7 separate regions of the Mus musculus genome follow, and regions 1, 2, 3, 4, 6 and 7 are each linked to region 5. The links are chromatin contacts, called in public HiChIP or PLAC-seq, Micro-C and promoter capture Hi-C maps. All regions are on one chromosome and are shown on one strand. The core of a region is the stretch at or near the end of the contact, and the rest is flanking DNA. Distances in the headings are between cores, read along the strand shown.

What was found. Promoter capture Hi-C pulls out the DNA fragments that hold promoters and counts their contacts. Hi-C and Micro-C count contacts between places; a contact is called where the count stands out from the background. HiChIP or PLAC-seq counts read pairs in DNA pulled down with a chosen protein or histone mark.
Region 1: an HNF4G HiChIP or PLAC-seq map of pancreatic cancer cells shows a contact between it and region 5. The contact joins the promoter of Eloa here to the promoter of Stmn1 in region 5. A contact is called at or near these places in 1 of 39 promoter capture datasets (liver) and 2 of 115 datasets of contacts at active chromatin or transcription factors (microglia and pancreatic cancer cells).
Region 2: a promoter capture Hi-C map of pre-B cells shows a contact between it and region 5, with 4 times the contacts expected there. The contact joins the promoter of Wdtc1 here to the promoter of Stmn1 in region 5. A contact is called at or near these places in 2 of 39 promoter capture datasets (liver and pre-B cells) and 1 of 484 Hi-C or Micro-C datasets (B cells).
Region 3: a FOXA1 HiChIP or PLAC-seq map of pancreatic cancer cells shows a contact between it and region 5. The contact joins the promoter of Tmem222 here to the promoter of Stmn1 in region 5.
Region 4: a promoter capture Hi-C map of liver shows a contact between it and region 5, with 2.9 times the contacts expected there. The contact joins the promoter of Nipal3 here to the promoter of Stmn1 in region 5. A contact is called at or near these places in 1 of 39 promoter capture datasets (liver) and 1 of 115 datasets of contacts at active chromatin or transcription factors (pancreatic cancer cells).
Region 6: a FOXA1 HiChIP or PLAC-seq map of pancreatic cancer cells shows a contact between it and region 5. The contact joins the promoter of Gale here to the promoter of Stmn1 in region 5. A contact is called at or near these places in 1 of 39 promoter capture datasets (hippocampal neurons) and 1 of 115 datasets of contacts at active chromatin or transcription factors (pancreatic cancer cells).
Region 7: a Micro-C map of embryonic stem cells shows a contact between it and region 5, with 7 times the contacts expected there. The contact joins the promoter of Pithd1 here to the promoter of Stmn1 in region 5. A contact is called at or near these places in 1 of 39 promoter capture datasets (hippocampal neurons) and 1 of 484 Hi-C or Micro-C datasets (embryonic stem cells).

The regions. Positions count from the first base shown.
Region 1 is chr4:136,020,203-136,023,032 of GRCm38.p6, reverse strand. It overlaps Eloa (elongin A), which reads left to right and starts at 1,384. Exons shown (of 11, transcript NM_013736.4): 1 at 1,384-1,482. The coding sequence starts at 1,408.
Region 2 is chr4:133,338,012-133,340,711 of GRCm38.p6, reverse strand. It overlaps Wdtc1 (WD and tetratricopeptide repeats 1), which reads left to right and starts at 1,397. Exons shown (of 16, transcript NM_199306.4): 1 at 1,397-1,716.
Region 3 is chr4:133,276,484-133,279,183 of GRCm38.p6, reverse strand. It overlaps Tmem222 (transmembrane protein 222), which reads left to right and starts at 1,394. Exons shown (of 6, transcript NM_025667.3): 1 at 1,394-1,653. The coding sequence starts at 1,460.
Region 4 is chr4:135,493,193-135,495,976 of GRCm38.p6, reverse strand. It overlaps Nipal3 (NIPA-like domain containing 3), which reads left to right and starts at 1,399. Exons shown (of 12, transcript NM_028995.4): 1 at 1,399-1,547. It also overlaps a transcript of Stpg1 not described here.
Region 5 is chr4:134,466,964-134,469,738 of GRCm38.p6, reverse strand. Stmn1 (stathmin 1) reads right to left here and starts at 1,419. Exons shown (of 5, transcript NM_019641.4): 1 at 1,310-1,419.
Region 6 is chr4:135,962,475-135,965,174 of GRCm38.p6, reverse strand. It overlaps Gale (galactose-4-epimerase, UDP), which reads right to left and starts at 1,450. Exons shown (of 11, transcript NM_001356493.1): 1 at 1,387-1,450. Hmgcl (3-hydroxy-3-methylglutaryl-Coenzyme A lyase) reads right to left here. Exons shown (of 9, transcript NM_008254.3): 9 at 2,507-2,700.
Region 7 is chr4:135,985,971-135,988,670 of GRCm38.p6, reverse strand. Pithd1 (PITH (C-terminal proteasome-interacting domain of thioredoxin-like) domain containing 1) reads left to right here and starts at 1,427. Exons shown (of 6, transcript NM_025411.4): 1 at 1,427-1,733; 2 at 2,236-2,279; 3 at 2,653-2,700. The coding sequence starts at 1,536.

The DNA.
Region 1 (2,830 bases), core at 135-2,634, 1.6 Mb before region 5:
TACTGAGACAATGCCTCAACATTTATTCTTTCTTATTTAAAAGATTTATTTTTGGCATTCACCTTTAATCCCAGCACTTGGGAGGCAGAGGCAGGTGGATTTCTGAGTTCAAGGCCAGCCTGGTCTACAAAGTGAGTTCCAGGACAGCCAGGGATATACAGGTTTTTTGAGACAGGGTTTCTCTGTGTAACTCTGGTTGTCCTGGAACTCCCTCTGTAGACCAGGCTGGCCTTGAACTCAGAAATCCACCTGCCTCTGCCTCCCAAGTGCTGGGATTAAAGGCATGCATCACCACTGCCTGGCTCTTTTCTTTTCTTTTTTTCTTTTTTGGTTTTTCGAGACAGGGTTTCTCTGTATAGCCCTGGCTGTCCTGGAATTCACTTTGTAGACCAGGCTGGCCTTGAACTCAGAAATCCTCCTGCCTCTACCTCCCGAGTGCTGGGATTAAAGGCGTGCACCACCACGCCCAGCGGCTCTTTTCTGACAGAATCTCATGTAGTTCAGTTTGGTTTTTAATATATTATGACTTTTTATTCATTATGATTTAATTTATTTTTAAATGGAGCCAGGTGGTGGTGGCATACAACTTTAATCCTGGCCCTTAGGACGTAGAGGCAGGTGGATCTCTGTGAGTTTAAGGCTAGCTTCGTCTACAGAGTGAGTTCCAGGACCTCCAAGGCTACACATAGAAATCCTTTTTGAGAAAAGAAATAAAAAGAAAGAGAGAAAGAAAGAAAGGAAAGAAAGAAAGAAAAGAAAAGAATGTCACATGAACAGTCTAATAAAAGGGGCTGCTCTCTGATTTTGCAGACAAGGTGGTTAATAATGTGTTATTATTTTTATTTCTAGTGTTTCAAATTGCCTTGAAACCAGACAGCCTGGATTGCTTTCCCAAAATTACAATACCGTTAAGTTACTTTAAAATTACACGATTTCTTTTATTGCGAGGGTGTGTCACAGCTTGCAGGTGGAAGTCAGATAATTTACCTGAGTCAGTTCTTTCCTTCCACTCCAAGGGTCCCTGGAGCCGCGTCGGACCCTGATCACTGACTCCACCCACCCTTAGGCGAAAACGAGCGTATGACTGGAAAGGCGGTGCGTGAGAGTTAAAGCCAGAGTTTGGCTTGCAGAATACAGGCTTGGGGGCGTGGCTGGTTGCGTGGCTCTGGGTTGGGCGTGTCGGGGGCGTGACCTGTGCTGTATTCGACAGATCGCCGTGATATAGTGGGCGTGGTCTGGCGCGGGGGCGGGTCCTGAGGCCTTCCACACATACACACACCCCCAGCGGAGGCCCGGAAGGGACCATTCGCGCTTCCGTCTCCGCCGGGCCCTCACGGAGGGCGGAGTTGCGGCCCGAGGACGCGACGCGAGCCCAGTTCCGGCGAGGAGGCCGCGCCAGTGACAGCGATGGCGGCGGAGTCGGCGCTCCAAGTTGTGGAGAAGCTCCAGGCGCGCCTGGCTGCGAACCCGGACCCCAAGAAGGTGAGCGGCGGGCGGGCGGGCGGCGCGGGCGGGCGTTGGGCGCGGCGCGGGCCCTGTAACGGTCGCGGGCAGGGCGCAGTGGGGTTCTCCTCCGACCCGGAGCCAGGCCCCACGGAGCGGCGCGGGGCAGTGGGGAGTTCGCGGCCGGCGGGCGCACCCCGGCTGGGGGCTGAGGACTGGAGGGGCGGCCGGGCCTTGCGGCTCTCCCCGGGGTTCGGGCAGCCGCGCCAGCTGTTTCCCCGTTGCAGCCGAGCGACTCCGTCCGCTGCTTGGGGGTCCTGCGGCTCGAGGACCCCTGTGCTGTACCCTGCCCTTTAGCCGAGAAAACGGGGAACGCCTTGGGGTTTTTCGAGCTCTGCTCCTGGAGCTCGGGTCCTGGATGAGGGCGTGAGCGTGTTAACTCCGCTCTGACATACTGGAAGGTGGGACCAGGCTGTGATGAGCAACCATGTTTAATTGCACTTAACTACTTTGTTGCTCCTTTTTAGAAACTGTTACTTTTTAAATACATTGTATCCCCTCGCGGTCCCCCGGGTGTCTAGGCTTCTCTGAGCTCTACGAAGAGGGTATGGTGGGAATTAGAATCGTTTTCACTGTAGTCTCTAGCCGAAAACACCAAAGGGTGTGACATGGCTTGTCAGCATTCTAGCCTGGGCCTGAGGTTCCTAAAAGGTGAAGTGTCCAGCGAGCTGAGTGGAAGAGGAAGTGGTGGAGGGAGACAGCGAGCGGACTTACACATGCAATCTAGGTTCCTAGCCAGCACCAGCTCGGGACTTTGGAGGAGTTCTCTGCTCGACCTGTCCCTTCTCTAGTTTCTTCCTGAAATACCAGCTAGACCCAAGTGCTCTTTATAAGTGTTAATCACCATCAGAATTTCCAGTCAGGGACCCCATTCACTCTTCTTGTTCCTAGTTGGGTCACTACCTCTCAACCTCCGGGCCACTTTTTAACTACCCTCCTTTAGCTCAGAGATACACTTCTTCAGAAGCTGTTGTTATAAGTCAGCGAAAACGTAAATGTTTCAATTGTCTTGTGTTTTACTTTCTTTGGAGGCCTTGGGGACCTTTGGTCAGACATATTTACAAGTTCTTTTTACAATAACCCTTTGTGGGCATCTAATAAATGGTCATTATTTCCAAGTCCCAGATTGTCTTTCTGAACACTATAAGATTTGTGACTGACCTTAAAGTAACCACCCTCATTTTGTTGTTTCTGCCATCAGGTTAAAAAAAATAAAAATCCTCCATGTAATATAATATCTGTAGGGTTTTTTTCCCCCATTAGAATTTAAATTTTGGAATGGTCTATTTGTGCATGAAATGTCAAGTTAGAAAAAGGTTAAGTAAAT
Region 2 (2,700 bases), core at 148-2,647, 1.1 Mb after region 5:
TTAGGACCAGCACTCTTTTAAAGATTTGTTTATTTTTATGTATATGAGTACACTGTAGCTGTACAGATGGTTATGAACCCTCATGTAGTTGCTGGGAATTGAATTTAGGACCTTAGCTCACTCCAGTCAGCCCTGCTAGCTCCAGCCCAAAGATTCATTTATTATAAATAAGTACAATGTAACTGTCTTAGAGGCACCAGAAGAGGGCATCATATCTCATTATGGATGGTTATGAGCCACCAAGTGGTTGCTGGGATTTGAACTGAGGACCTTCGGAAGAGCAGTCAGTGCTCTTAACCGCTGAGCCATCTCTCCAACCCTGGACCAGCACTCTTAAGTGCTAAATGTTTGTACTTAGTCTCCAGCACTGCCTGGTTTCATTCCTTGTTTTCTAACCAGTTGTGTGACCCTGGGCTAGCATCTTTTTAACTACTTTATGCTTGTTTCTTCTTTTTAAAAACATAGGAACAATTGTATCTATCAAAGAGAGCATGCCCAATACAGTGAAAATAAAAGTGTTATTACTTAGACGTTGGCATACTGTGTATCTGCCACTCTAAGAGAAGAGAAATGTAAGGTGATTGCTTTTGAGTTGAAGCTCCTGGTCTCTCTCCCTTAAGTTATCTTTACTGCCACCTTTGTCACCTTGGAACTCCCTTAGAGAGGAGGGTGTCTCCGTTCTGACTTGGAGCTTGAAAGTCAGAAGAGCAATTACTTGGCTAGTATTAGATAGACCTTGTCTGCCATCGATCTGGGTTCCTAGAGCTCCCAGGTCACTCAACATAGGACCTTTTCCTTCCAGCACCTGAAGATTCGAGCATGGAACCTGTAACTTCAGCAGCCCCCTAGAGCAAGGAGCAGGCTGAGGCTTTGCTCTGGGAGGACTCAGGGTCTTAGCCTTAGGTGTCCCCTAATTTACAGCATCAAAAGCAATTTTGATGAGCTCTTAGCCCTTGGAGGGTCTGTACTGGACCTGGGAGAACATGTGGAATTGGGACTCAGAAAAGGTGTAGTGGGATGGGAGGTGCGTCCAGGTAACTAATGGTAACCGGGCGGGGCAAGTCCACGCCGCAGGACCTCTGCGATGGCGAAAAACTACGACTCCCATGATACTCCAGAGCTGAGCCCCGCTTTTCCGCCCGCCCACTGGCTGCCGTTCCCGCGAGCGGTGAAGCCGATTGGCCCCGGCGAAGTGGGGGGCTCCCCCGCTAGCAGGTTAGTGGGCGCCACCGGCAGCAGACGTTGACCGGGCGCGCGATGGAGGGGGGGTGAGGGTGGCAGAGAGGACTAGGGCCCGCGCTCACTATTCAGGAAACTGCCGAGCGCCATCGCCGTAGCGTAGCCGCGGACCGTGAGACGCGGGGCCGGCGCGGAGACTGCGTGGCGCAGGCGCAGTGCGGGACTTCTCCTGGGTCCCCAGACAGCTGGAGGAGATAAACAGAGGAGGAGGGAGGGGAGTGCGTGTGTGAGAGCGCGCGAGGGAGTGTGAGTGTGTGTGAGCGCGGGTGTGAGGCGGTGCGCAGGGGCGGGCGGAGGCGCTGTCCGGCCCCGGCCAGGCGCCGGGCGGGGAGCATGGGAAGAGGCTAGAGCTGCCCGGGTCCCCAGCCCCCTTCCCGGGATCCGCACCCCTGCTCCCGGGAGAGGGGCCGGGCCCCCCCGGACCGACATGGGCTCCTGAAGTTGCTCCGCTGCTGGTCCTGGGAAGAGACCTGACAGGTACGGGTCGCCGCCGCCCCATCCCCGCCGCAGATGTCGAGTCGGGGACCGGCTCCCAGAGCCCCGGCTCCGGGGCCGTCCGCTCTGGGCCGGCTCCCTGCTTGGGGGCCTGAGCCCGATCGCCTCGGGACTCCGGGGTGTCCCGGGAAGGGGTCAGGCCTCGGCGGCGAGGAAGGGCAGAAAGGGCCGGGGAAGGGAGGCTAGAAGAGGACTGGCTGGGAGGTCGGGGGAGGGGGTGGGGGAAGGCTGTAGGAGTCCCGCAGGCTCCACCGGGGCAGAGGTAGAAGTCGTCCTATCACGGGACTTTTATTTATTTATTTTTTGCGGAGTTTTTGACATCTGATCTGGCGCCGATCGCACTCAGGAAGAAAGGGGCAGGTGGAAGTTTCAAGAGGTCAATGACCTGGTCTGCTCTTTCCGTGTCTCTCTGCCTCTCTTTCCCTCTCTTGCTCTCTGTTTCTGTCACCCCATACTCCTTTTCTTTCTTTCTCTCCTTCTCCTTCCTCTCTCTCTCTCTCTCTCTCTCTCTCTCTATAGAGAGAGAGAGAGAGAGAGAGAGAGAGAGAGAGAGAGAGAGAGAAAGAGAGTGAGTTTTCAGGCTTCTGGCAGTCGCAGATGCCTTCAGTGGCTCATCCTGGCACCAAACTGAACTTTGCCAAGGTGTTTGCATCATCGACTGTAGCGCTAAGTACAAAGGGTCTCTGCTTGGGAGTGGGCTATTAGTACCCACTTCAAAGGGTAAATAAGAATCGGTAGAGATAAACTGCAAACCCGCAGGATCTCTTTCTGAAAAGCTTTAGTGGAGCGTCCCGTCCCACGCCCCACCCCCCACCCCCCATCCCAAGCCCGGTGATTGGAGTTTCTTGGCGACTTATGGTTTGCTCTCCGCTGCAGGTGCATTACCAGGACTAATAAGAATTAAAAAAAAAAAAGTATGAGGGTTTACATGCGATTTATCTGAGCAGTACAGACGATTTATCTTAG
Region 3 (2,700 bases), core at 145-2,644, 1.2 Mb after region 5:
CCAACCAACCAAAAACAAAAACAAACAAAAAAAAATTATCAGGACCGCAGGCTTTTGGCAAGTTACTATTAAAGGAGACTCATTTCATGGAAGCAAACCTTCTCAAAAGCATAGCTTTTGCCTTCCCTAAACATTTGTCCACACCTTCTGTTGGCTAATAGTCTTAGGTGATGAGGAATTGAATCTAGCTGTACTAAGCCATAGCTTCTAGCCAGAATGAAGTGCTTAGCCCCTATCTGACAGGTCTGCTTCACCTGCAGAAACAATATGCCTGAGTATGGAAAACAACCCCCACTCTGGTCCCAGTCAAACCATACACACACACACACACACACACAAAGAGGAGCTGTAACATATATATATCTCCTCCAGCCCGCTGTTCCAATAAAACAGTCTCAGTCTCAGCCTGTTGAAACAATCTGTTTGCCTTTCTGCCTCATTTTTCTTACACCTTCCTATAGCCTGGTTCCCTTCTTGTCTTCCAAACCCATCCCACCCACTCCTCACCGCATAACATTCCACTTCCATGTCTCTCTGATTATCCCTCTGAAAAATCAAAAGATTCCAAGACTGGAGCCTGGCCACTTTGTGTTCTTGAGTGTGATCTTAGACAAGTGCTAACTGCCGAGTTTTCTATAAAGCAAAAAAGGACCTGGCTTAGTGATGTACCCTTTTAAATCCCAGCACTTGGGAGGCAGAGTTAAGAGTTCAATGTCAGCCTGGTCTACATAGTGACAGACAGGGCTACATAGTGAGACCCTGTTTCAAAACAAAAACAAACATGTGCCCCAAAACACGAACAATAAAGAGATTTAGATAAGTCTTGGATGATATTCTCTACTGCACATAGTGACCTCAAGTTTCCTGTCTTGGCACTTCTGCATCCGTGCTCTCCCCAGGCCCAAGGCTGCTCCCTCCCATACACACCAAGTGTACGTGTCTCCCATACACACCAAGATTTTAGTTTGACCTCCCTTTTTACACCATCACGTAACAGACTATTATGTAACTCATGCCACAGACTAAAAAGGACAAAGGAAATCTACAAAGACTTGCGTTTGAATCGTTGCTCACTTCATTTCTAAGAGCCTTTGTCTCTGATTTGTTTTCTGGGGGAAACAACTAAATTTGCACGTCTAATCAGTTTATAGACAGTAGTACCAATGAATATCACATGCTTGGCACCTAAGAAGTGATCAATAAAGAGTGCCTGCACCACGTGCCGGCATGCGGAACCGCGGTTGGTTGTGGGTTCCCGGGGCTCGACTGAGAGCTTCCTGAGGTCCACGGAAATGCTCCGCTACAAACACGGGAAAGAGGCTAAACTAGCCGGGCCCAGAAGGACAAGGCTCCAATTCCCCGGGGGAAGATCGACCGAGAGGACACTCCGCCTCCCGGAAGTGATGACACAGGGGCGAGCGGCGGCGCGGTCGGCCTTCCCGAGCGGGACGCGCGCGGGATGGCGGAAGCGGAAGGGAGTTCTCCGCTTCTGTTACAGCCGCCGCCGCCCCCTCCTCGGATGGCGGAAGTAGAAACGCCGACGGGGGCCGAGACGGACATGAAGCAGTACCACGGGTCCGGTGGCGTTGTCATGGACGTGGAGCGGAGCCGCTTCCCCTACTGCGTGGTGTGGACACCCATCCCGGTGCTCACGTGAGTGTCTTCCGATGTCAGCGCGAAGTCGCCGAGGGCCCGAGCATCCTCCGGGGTGCCATGCTAGCTTTTTTTTCCCCAGACTTGCAGCAACCCGTACTCCGGGCCAGGCTAGCCCCCAGTCCCCTAGAGCTCTCGTCACCTATGAGGTGCGCGGTCCCCTTGGATGTGGGGCATAGTTCCGGCCCTGGTTCCCCCAGGTCTAACTGGAGAGGAGGAGAAGTGTAGATCAGCAGCAAAGATCTGGTCATTAGCACGCCCTTAAGCTGCAGGCGTACAGAAAAGACCCTTAATCATTGTCTGAAGAGGCATCGTCATTCATTCCCCGTTGGTTTTTGTTTTTGTTTTTTCACTCATTGAGCAAACGAGCGCGTACTTGTCGTCTGTTATGCACAAGACGTTTCGCCTTTAGAAACAGAACTGAGTGTTTGATCGAAGCCACACTGGTTCGTGGAATGTCAGCATTGGGAGGTCCGTGCTGGCGTTTTTCCCCCTACATCATTTGAGTTACAAAGCAGTCTCAGCGACCTAGGTATCTGCCTCCCAGTGGAAGAATGCAGCTTACAACCCTCCTACCTTAATCCTAACAGTCTGGACAGTTTACAAGCTTTATTTTCTGTAGTAGAAATCCCCTTCCCCCATGGGGAAGCTGAGTTCCTTTGTAACATCGTCTTGGTCCGTTGACTATCCCAGCAAGAAGATATTCAGAAGCCAGTTAGTTCACTGACTATATATAACTCATCTTTCAGCTGTGGCATCCTACCTCTCACCTGAGGAGGTACTCTTTTCTTTCCTTCTATCAAAATCAGCTACCAGGCACGGGGATCCATACTTTTAACCATAGCACTTGGAGGCAGAGGCAAGCAGATGTCTGTGAGTTGGAGGGCAGCCTGAATTATATGGTAGGAGTTCCAGGCCAGCCAGGCATGTATAGTGAGCCCCAATCTCAAACAAACAAACAAACAGAGCCAAGTTGTGTGGAGAAGGAATATTTTTAGTCTCAAATGTTTCTGATCTTCAAATCATTTTAATCTTTCGATTTTGTAT
Region 4 (2,784 bases), core at 150-2,649, 1.0 Mb before region 5:
TCCCTCCCGCCCGGTCGCTATGGCAACCACTGGCCTAACATTCCAGAGTCCGGCGGCAGGCAACTGGCTAACTAGCCAGGGGTGTCCTCTGTGTCTTTAATGTGAAAAGCTGTTGACCAATCGTTGGAGACGTTTCAAAAACCAACAAAAAAAGCTACCAGAATTTTGGGGTTCGGATTGACAATGCTAAGGAGAACCTGTTAGGCAGGGAACTAACTATTAGGGTTTTTGTTTCTGGGGTTCAGTTCCCTTTTCTTGTTTGTTTGTTTGTTTGATTGTTTCGGTTTTGTTTGGTTGTTGGGTTTGTTTGGTTTGTTGTTTTTGTGACTCATCGAAGGAATAAACCCAAGTGTTCCTACCCATCCATCCACACCCTGAGTGTGAGAGCAGAAAGGTCGATGACATAATTCCCCAAGGGCAACCGTGCAGTATTCCAAGAGCCCCTTACCCGTTTCACCGCAGCCACAGTGCCTAGCCACAGCCCGGCTTAAACCCACCAGCGTCTTCTTTAAAATTATGGGATAGTCCCCTGTTAGAAACTGTCTCCCGCTTGTTCCTCAGATCACATCTCCTGCCACCCACGCCTCAAGAAAAAAAAAAAAAATCTCGCACCGACCCAGTTGGTCTTTGGGCATCTCCCATAATACAATATGGCAGCTCCATCCTCTCTTAAACTCTCCCTCCCAGTTCTACCGCGTTTCCATCGCTGAGGTCTCCCCAATGTCATTTCCTCGTAAAACCTGTGTGATCTCAACATCTCCCCCAGAGGTTGCTGTGCGGCTCTGGACTGAACGGCGCGTGCTGAAAAATGAGCGCGCTGGAAGCTCCACGCGCAGGTTCATGCTCACAGCCGAACCCCTGGGAAACAGCAGCGGGCGGGGGAGGGGTGCGGGGGGGGGGACGGGACTACTAGGATGATTGACAGCCTACCGGGGCTGCTGAGCTGCAGGCGTACCGGGAAATTAAGGACGCAATACAGCCAACAGGTGGGACGCAGGCGCAGGAAAGAAGGGGTACGCACGGTCCCCGAGACGTGTCAGGGCTCTGCTGGGTTTCGATACTGGAGCTACCTGATGGAAGCAGCAGGGGCGCCGCCCGGGACGGTCGGTGGCAGTTAGCGCAGACTGCGGGGGGACACCAGGCGGGCTGCTTAAGCCCAGCCTACTTGTCCGGCAGGTGGAGGTGAGCAGCCATAACTTGGGGACCAAAGCAGCCCGGACTTCTTCCTTTGGCCGCTAGAGGGGACTCCTCCAGGTGAGTGTCAGGTCGCCCCTACGCTTCAAGCGAGCTTGGCGACGCAGCCAATTATTTCAGGATGTCCCGCCCATCCCCTCCCGACAACCACTCGCCTGCGCAGAGGCTTCGCCAGCTTGGGACTGGCAGGCAGTGTAACAAATCAAGTCTCCACCTTTGAAAGCAAAACACTGCAGCCCCTTGGAAACTCGGAGCTGGGAAGGGATCCAAGAGGCTGTACCTAGGGGTGGCACGGAGTGTCCGAGTCGCTTCTCCGGAACCTGGGATAGGTGGATCTAGAAGGAACGTCCCGGGTGAGTCACGGTCATGACTGAGGGAAGGGGTACTTGAAATCAGGCTTGCTGTTTTGATCCCCTAGTATAAATATAGTCTCCCTTGTTGTTGCCAGCCTTGTCAGTTTGGGTTCTGTTGCCTCCGATTTTTTTTTTTTTTTTTTTTTTTTGTCTCTTCCATATTTTCAAGGAGGGTGGGCACGGGTTTGCCTTAATGAAGGAGATGCTGGGCGTTACCAGATGAGGAAGTGGAAGGCCAGTACTGCCGGCTCCAGCGTGCAGGAAATAGCCGGTGCGACTGGCAGGTGGATGGAGGGAGCTCTGTGCTTGGTACTGAAACAGAGGTGTGTCTCTCCGAGAATGTCACCCCTCAGTGCTCAAAAGCCCCGGGAAAGAAAAGCTTGGCATGAAACCGACGTTCTTTGGTCAAACTGAATCGTCAGGTGGTGACAAGACCTCCATGCACGCACGCGGGGGGGCGCGCGCGGACACACACACACACCCTTGTTTTTAGTTACAGCCAATTTCATGGCCGCGAGGCTGTTATGCTCGCTGGAAGACTTGCTCGGTGGGGTTAACGGAGTTATTCATTTAGATGAGGCCGGGGGATTCGAGTGGAAGCAAGCACTTTGTGAATTCTCTTGGGTCAGTGACCATAAACTGTGACTGTGATTGTCAACACTGGCTTGGCTGTGTGCCTCTTGGACATATGTCAGCCTTGGACCAACAATAAACCATCACCAGGCCAAAGTGTGAGCCTTATAAGGGAATGCAACTTACAGAGTCCACGGAGGCTTTGGGGTGATGCTACACGGCAGTTCAAGGAGAATCTTCCTCCCTCTGTCTTTGGGTATTCAGAGCTCTGGGGGTTCCCTGGGTAGAGAGGGGAGTTGAAGCTACTGTTTAAAAGCCAGTGACTCAACACACACACACACACACACACACACAGAGGGGTGCGGTGGGGGGAGACAACCTGCTGTCCTCCCTAGCTGGTTCCCAAGGCCTGTTTGCATTTTCTGACATCCTGTGGGTGGGGCTGGGTATATCTGTTTGTGGCCATGGGTTCTGAGTAAGGCATTCTTTTTTTAAACCACAGTGTATCATGGGCATTACATTTGGTCGAGTGGGCATCTATGCAAGTTACCTTGCCAGGCTCTGAGCTAGGTTTCCAGGAACAGCAGAGGACCTGACAGGTGCCTTCAATCCAGGGCCCCCTCAACTCCAGGCTGGAAGCAGCCCTAGGTCTCTCCCAGGTAGA
Region 5 (2,775 bases), core at 170-2,669:
ACAACTCATTGTGCAATTGAAATACCCACCCCTGCTTTGTCTGTGTCTGCCACGGTGAATAACACCCAAGCTGGCAGCCAATGATATTCAAGTCCTATTGTTCCTAGGGTTTAAGCTACTAGCCTCACAGTGAGAAAATGAAGTTGTATGAACCTCTAGGTTTCTTTTGAGGGCAGGGTCTACTTAATCCAGGCTGGCTGTAAAATTACAATCCTCTTGCCTCAGCCTCCTCAGGGTAGAGGGGTGGGGTTTAGCCCACTGGGTTAACACTTAACATTTGCAAAGCCCTGGGTTCCATGTTCGATGCATACATGGGCGGGGGGGGGGGGCAGCTTCTGAGTGTTGAGATTACAGACAAGCGCCACCACACCCGCCTGAGGTTTGTCACATTTGATGCCTTATGTCGCAAACATTTTTTTCAACAGTTCTCGAGTATTTTTTTTAAAAAGATCACCATTCTTTTAGCCCCGAAGCGTATGACTAAAGGTTCCAAACACTAGACACTGCAAAAACGAAGCAACGAAAAAAAATGCATTTATCTGTAGCAGAGCACCCAACGCAGCAGACTACACAGCATGGGCGTGGTCCTGGCCCAGGCGGGCAGGCTGGCGGCCCGGGCCAATCAGAACACGCCCTACGCTCCGGCCCCTGGCCCCGCCCCTCGGCTCCCCGCGCCTTTTCGAATCTCCGCGAACCTCTCCACGCTCGGGAGCCCGCGCGCGTGGGCAGCGACAGAATGGGCGGGGCCAACGGTCCTCCGGGGTGGCCCCGCCCCTCTCGGGCTGGCAGCGCGCGGCCGTCTGCCCCCCAACTCCCGCCAAAAACACCTCGCGGACACGCAGCCCTGGGGTGGCTGTAGAGGGCTCGGTCGCACGGCCTTCACCCACTGACGGAGTGCCCAGAGCTGTCCGGGACCACCGCCCCGAAGCCCCGGGAGACCGGGCGGGCGCCGCCCCTCAGCAGCACGAGCGCCCCCAGCCTCGCTCTCCTTCAGACAATGGGGACCCCCCGAACAGCCGCGCCCGCCGGGCGGTAGATGCAGAGGACGGCTCACGCCTCCTATTGTCTCCACGCTCGCACCCGGGCTAAAGCCCAGCGCTGGCCGCGCCCCCTCCCCTCCAGCCCGCATCTCCAGGGAATAGGGACAAAAGCCAAGGCTCCGCCCGAGCTCCACACAAAAGACCAACGCCCCCCACCCGCTGGGGCTCGGGGTCTCCGCCCATCTCCTGTGCCCGGCTGGGGGACCCGCCGCGTTCCCGGCTGCTCCCCAGCCCGCCGTAGCCTCCGCCTAAGCCAAGCCTGCACCCACCTGCTCGGTCCGAGCCGCCTGGCCACACTCTGAGCACCAACAGACCTGGGCGCGCACAAAAGCGCCAAACAGCGGCACGTGACCCAGACCAGGCGCTCCGCATTGGCTGCGGGTGACGGCACGTGCCAGTCCCGCCCCGAAGCCTGGAGAGCACCGCCTCTCTGGAGAGAAGCATTTCGGGAATTGTAGTCCGGGCCAGGGGGGCAGGAGGACAATGCTAGGGGTGGGGCACTCCTGGTGGGGGGTCTCTCTAGGTGTTAGCCGGGACTAGCGTGGGTGGGTGGGGTGTCTCTGATCGGAAGAGCATTTGGCTGCGGCCGCAGGACTGAATCGGTTATGGGACTCTCTTTAGGAAAACTGCAGGGCGAGGTGAGGAGCAGGGGAGGGGTCGGTCCTAACCTACTTCTTTTAGACCTCGACCGACTGGACTCTACCTCTACCCAGCCATAGGAGTTTATTTGGCTCCCTAAGCAATATCCCTTTTGATGCCATACCCCTCCCGGTCGCCTAAAACGCCCGAAACCCTGTGACAAGATAGTGCCACTCCACGCCCCTGCACGATCCTCTACCCTCGGTGTCCTATCACGGACACACGGCAGCTTGTCACCTGTAGCGCAACAACGCAGTCCCTAACCCATTTCCTACTGGCAGATTACGGGCGTGGTTCTTCCCTTGGCCACTTGCATTCTACCCTTCAGCCTCCCGAGCTGGAAACACTGGGATCTAGGCAGGACAGCGGGAGGCTCTGGAATCTGATCTTGGGTTTAACAAAGCCACTAAGCTTAAAGGCAGACTCCATCTGGACTGCTAAAGCCTTGCGGTGACAGGAAAGGGAAGGGAAGAGCGATGGCAGTTCTAGATACACTTTGCTCCTTTTGTTCTGAAAGCACGTGCTCCCTAGAGCGGGGCTGGGCTCACTTTGAGAATGTAAACAAAAGGAGCCACAAGGTCACGGTTCCCTCTGGCCGGGATAAAGCAAAACTATAGCAGAGACACAAAGGAAATTAGCGTGACCCTGTCTGTCTAAGAACCTCTTCTCTCTGCTGACCAAAGCTGTGTCCCCACGAGGTGGTCATTTCCCCAAAGCACCTGCTCAGAAACTCTTCATTGGGTTTACCATTTTATTAATGGATTTGGTCTCTCAAAAGCCAACCCATACATACAACAGCTTCTGTGGAAACAATCCTAATTTTAAAACAATCCTACATCTGCTTAACCAAGAGGGAAGCACCCGAGATAAAATACAATAGGCATACAGGACAGTGAAAACTGTATTGTGCAGACAACGTACAAAGCAAGCAATTGGCAAAGTACAGTTGTCTGGAATATGCTTATAGAGGCATATTTTCCAGCAATTGCCCTTGCGTGGGGTCAGTCTCCCTCTGCCCCCGCCCCAGCCAGTCTAAGTGGTTCTTGCTTAGCATGTGAACAACAGGAGCCAGTTCTGCGCAGTGGAAGGCTTTTCC
Region 6 (2,700 bases), core at 201-2,700, 1.5 Mb before region 5:
CCAGTTTCTGGCTGTAGGGGCTGACGTTTTGAACTCTCTCTAGGGCACAGTTTTCACCTCTAGAACTAATTATTGTACACACCCCATGTATTAGGAGGGCCCAATGAAGCAGTTTAAAGGTCTGCCACCTGCATATGTAGGACATCAGACACACCATGCTGTCTAGTTCCTGTTGACAGAGGGTGGGAAGATGGGCCTTTTGAAGACCCACCCTTCCTGCCTCCATGTCTGGAGTATGGACAGTCTCGGGCAGAAGAACATCGCTTAAGAATGGGAGGCTAGGATACAGAAAAAGGGACCTGTCCCTGTAAACTGACACCTTTTCCCCGGAGCAAAAGGTTCCTGGGTTTGATGACTAACATCTAGTGCTCCAACAACCCTTCCCCTGGAAGGTCAGTTGGGAGGAAGCAGTAAGAACGCCAAATGGCCTCAAGGGTGGGGTCCTTAGCCAGGAAGGCTGTGCCCAGCTCAGAGGCTGCAGTGCCAACAGCCCTGGAGTGGGTAGGGCTTCACCCCACCCTGGGGCAGCCAATAGCTCAGCTTTGGCCCAGCTGACTTGGAGCCACAGATCCCGCCCAAGGAGGGCAGCACCAAGTGAGCCGGTGTCGACGTGGATTTGGCTCGCTCTCCGCTGCCAGGTGTGCATCCCCACCCTGAGCAAACTGCTGGGCGGACAGAGAGGCAGTCCACACAGTGAGGCCTTTCATTTTCACGACCTGGCTCGCTGCCGTCTTTCTCCGAGCTGCCTCAAGTTTCTGCTGGGGTTATTCTGCTGCAGCCCACTGGACGGGGCGTCCAGTGCGACCCAGAATCACTACCCCGCACTTGTGCGTTATTTTCCCAACATCTGGATGTGGCAGGTGTTTCTACCAGCCCTGGGTACTAGGGTCTGAGCCCAGAGGCAGTCGGCCTGGGGTCACACAGCAATAAGAACTGACTAAGGGGGATCCCCGAGACTATGCCCCGCGACTCCCTGCAGCTCCCGCATTGCGCGAAGACGCGGGGAGGCGGTCGCTGAGGGGACTCTGGTGGCAGAAAGGCTGCTCTGAGGTCGCTCCGCTCCGGACTAGGGGATGACCTTGGTCAGCGGTCCCCTCCTCAGTTTTCCCTGTCTGTACAAGGCAGGAGAGCGGATGCTGGGTCTCAGCAGCCTGGGCGAGGCGGAGCTTAGCTCTGGACTTCGGGTCTGGGCTGGGAGCAGGAGCGGGGAGCCGAGCCCCGAATGAATGGGCTCGGGTGGCCCCCGCTACGGTTGCGGAAAACGCGAGCAGAAGGGGTGAGCCTGGCCCTGTTCCGAACACGAACCGACCCTCTTGGAACCTCCTCGCTCCCCACCAAGCATTGGCCCTTCCGAGCTCACTAAGCCCTTCATTCTACCGGCCGAACCTGCGGAAGCTCCAGCGCTGACTCCAGGCACCGCCTCCCGCGACCAGCGCCGCGGCCCCTTTAAGACCTGACAGCCCAGCCCGACCCCGCCCCTCCACGCCCTCCAGGAAACGTGTGTACTGGGTTACTGCCTGGACGGCAACCCTGGAGGGACAAATGGTCTGCACAGGCTTTAAACGCCTGCGCAGTGCGCTTCCATCGAGGGCGGAAATGAGGGGTGCGGACGCCATCCGGTTACCGGCGGGCTGTTGAGGAGAAACAAGGTCGGGACTGGGCCCTTTCTAGTCCCTCCACTCAGAGCCACTGTTTGTGTCAAACCCTTGGTCGGGCAGCTCCAGTTGGAGGACATGGCTGGCCCGGGCTGCGTCCAAGTTCACGTGGGAAGAAACCCGCGATGGCGAAGGAACCTTGACATTCACAGTAGCAATTGCTGTGCCCATCGCTGAGCCGCTGCCTCCCTCCCCCAAAGCTGTGTTTGCGCACCTGCCCCCGTATAGGGACTCAAGACACTTTTGTCTCGGTTTAAGATACAAAGCGGGACCGGGCGGTGGTGGCACACGCCTTTAATCCCAGCATTCGGGAGGCTGCTCCTGCAGAGGCCCCGAGTCCTGTTTCTGGCACCCACATACCTACCGCCTCTCATTACATAGGATGCCATGCCCGCTTCTGACCTCCGTTGCACATACCATACATAGCTGGCATTCTCTCACAAATACATAAATGAAGCTAAATCTTTCCTGGTAGTACAGGTCTTCAGGCCCAGCAGAATTTCAGTGAGTTTATGAAAAGGGAAGCTGAAGATAGCTAGCGCGTGAATAAATAATAATAATAATAATAATAATAATACTGTCAAGTTGACCATTGTGGAAGTTTGTTATCTCACTGGAAGCAGATACAGATGGATCCCTGGGGTTCACTGGCCAGCCAGCCTAGTCTCCTTAGCTAGTTCCAGACCAGTAAGAGATCTATCTTCCTGATCTATCTTCCTGCTCTGGAAACAGGCACGTTCTCAGAAGCGAGTCCTAGGGTGTTCCCCACAGCAATGATTTCCAGTCAGTGGTCTGGGGGCTTGGGTGTGGCGATGGAAGAGATCCAAAGATGAACCAGCCACAAAACCTTCCCTCTTCCCTCAGAGCAATTTTACTCCTCCACCCATAAACACACGTTTGAATGTTATATTAGAAAATTAAACCTTTAATTACATAAGCTGTTTTCAAAAAAATCACACACAGAGTGGAGATTTCGTTGGCAGATGACCACAGATGCAGATCAACCCCCACCATTCCAGCAAATGCTCTGCTGGCATAAGGGGAA
Region 7 (2,700 bases), core at 178-2,677, 1.5 Mb before region 5:
TTTGTAGATCAGGCTGGCCTCGAACTCAGTCTGCCTCCCGAGTGCTGGGATTAAAGGTGTGCTCCACTGTGCCCGGCTTCTTTTTTTTTTTTTTTTTTTTTTCCCTTAAGATTTATTTTATGTATATGAGTACACTGTAGCTGTCTTCAGACACACCAGAAGAGGGCATTGGATCCCATTACAGGTGGTTGTAAGCCACCATGTGGTTGCTGGGAATTGAACGCAGGACCTCTGGAAGAGCAGTCAGTGCTCTTAACCACTGAGCCATCTCTCCAGCCCACATGTTGAGTTCTTGAATCACATTCTTCCCTTACTATTCAGTGTGACTACTCAACAGATACTATCCTGCCCACGGAACAGAGAAAAATGACTCAGAATAGGAAAAGGTGATATTTTCCTAGTGTCACACCGTCAGGGACAGACCCAGCATTCTCACCCCAGGTCTGGTGGTGAGTATACCTTCTATCAAGAAGGTAGCTATGGGCTATGAAGATGACTCAGCGGCTAAGAGCATTTGCTGTGGAAACACAAGGACAGAGTTCAAATCTCCAGCAGTCACATAAAAGCCAAGCACAGGCCCAGCAGCAAGCCCAGCTTTGGAGGGTGGAGCCTAGAAGCTCGCTGACCATTTAGCCTAGTCTAAATGGTGAGCCTCGAGTCCGGTGAGAGACTGCATCAAAAAAATATGATGCTGCTGAGCAGGATGGCCCATGCCTTCAATCCCAACGCCCCGGAGGCGGAGGCAGATGGATTTCTGTTGCGTTTTATGCCAGTCTGATCTACACAGTGAGTTCCAGGCTCAGTAGATAGTTCCAGCCAAAACTAGGTAGTAAGACACTTTATTAAGGGAAAGAGCGCGATAAGCCACAGAAGACACCAAATAGATAGATAGATAGATAGACCCATGATAGATATATAATAAATGTAACTAATTAAATCTAACACCAGATTTGGTGGTGCGTGCCTTTAATCCCTGAATTTGGGATTTGGAGGCAGGAGGGTCAGGAGTTGAAGGTACATAGATCATCTGAGGTCAGCCTGGGGCACATGAGAAACTAGCTTAAAAATATGGAAGGAAAGGCGGAGAAAGGAGACAGAGAAGGAAAAGAGGCGGGAGAAAGTAGGGGGTAAACAGATGAGGTTAACAGGGCGTCAGGGGGAGAGAGGAGGCAAGCTTTGCTGTGCTGTCGGCCCCGCCTTATCCACCACGCCGGAGAAAGGTGGCCGCTAGGGAAGAAAGCGCACGCTTTGGCTCGGGAGGGGAGGATTCGCGTCCCTGCCACGCGTCCCCAGCCCTACAGTTTCCACGCTTGAACGGTACCACTGAGCGACACCGCCAGCGTCCAGCTCTGCTGGCGCAGGTCCACGTCAATCCCTCCCGGCCCCGCCCTCTGGGCCGCGCGCGCATGCGCCGCGCAGGGGCGCCTTTTACGACGCCTCGGTGGCGGCGCTTGGCGGTCGTCGCGGAGCCGAGTGAGCTCCGGGTGAGCGGCGGTGCCGAGGGAGTCACAGGCGAGCCGGCGGGCGGCGTCGCCATGTCGCACGGCCACAGCCACGGCGGGGGCGGCTGTCGCTGCGCCGCTGAGCGCGAGGAGCCGCCCGAGCAGCGCGGCCTGGCCTACGGGCTGTACCTGCGCATCGACCTGGAGCGACTGCAGTGCCTCAACGAGAGCCGCGAGGGCAGCGGCCGCGGCGTCTTCAAGCCGTGGGAGGAGCGGACCGACCGCTCCAAGGTGGGCGGCCCGGGAGCCCCGGGGCCTCGCAGGGTAGACAGACAGGGAAACTGAGGCCCAGAGGAGCAAGGTGGGCGCTTTACCTCCCTTCCGAGGCGGCGAGGGCATGTGAGGGAGGAGAGCAGAGAGGACTGCTGTCTCTTCCTCTGACCATTGGTCCAGATGGCTGTCCGATGGCCTCACCTGGCCTGGGGTCGCGATCCGTACTTCTAACCTGGAACCCAGACCCCTTTGAGAGCCATTTGAAGGTTCTCCAGAAGGGTACACAGAAGCACTGGTCTTTTGAGTTCGCAGCCTGGGAAACCCCCATTAGAATCCCTCTAAGAGGGGCCGTGGTGATTAGAATATGGAGACTGAGCAGCTCCCAGCTATGAGGACCTGGGCGCGGGTTGTTGGGACAGGTCCATTTGCATCGCGACTCAGTTTGTAGAACAGGGAGGCCAGATGCCTGAAATTGTAGTTTCTCAGCAGATATCTGTTGCTTCCTCCCCATGCACCGCAGTTTGTTGAAAGTGATGCGGACGAAGAGCTCCTGTTTAATATTCCGTAAGTATCTCCTTGGCTCTTGCCTCAGGCAAACTGGGCTGTACCCAGTTGTCTCTTCGGATGACTTCATTTGATGGCTATGTCAAGAGTGCACACCTGTGTCTAGAAATGGGGTAGATTTTCTTTGGTGGGTTTGAGAAAGTAAGTATAGGAGCTTGTGTGTGTGTGTGTGTGTGACTACACATGCATTTGTCGAATTATAATTGAGGTGATTACATTTCTTGGAGGTATGGAATGACAGGGTCTTTGAAAGGACTACAGGTGGCAGATGAGTCAGCTGAGCTAAAAGGGAAGGGTCTTGTCAGAGTCACATGGCTGCTGGTCCTCAGGGTTCAATCCCAGGTAGACAACCTTCTCTTTGGAATTCTGGCAGGTTTACGGGCAATGTCAAGCTGAAAGGCGTCATCATAATGGGCGAGGA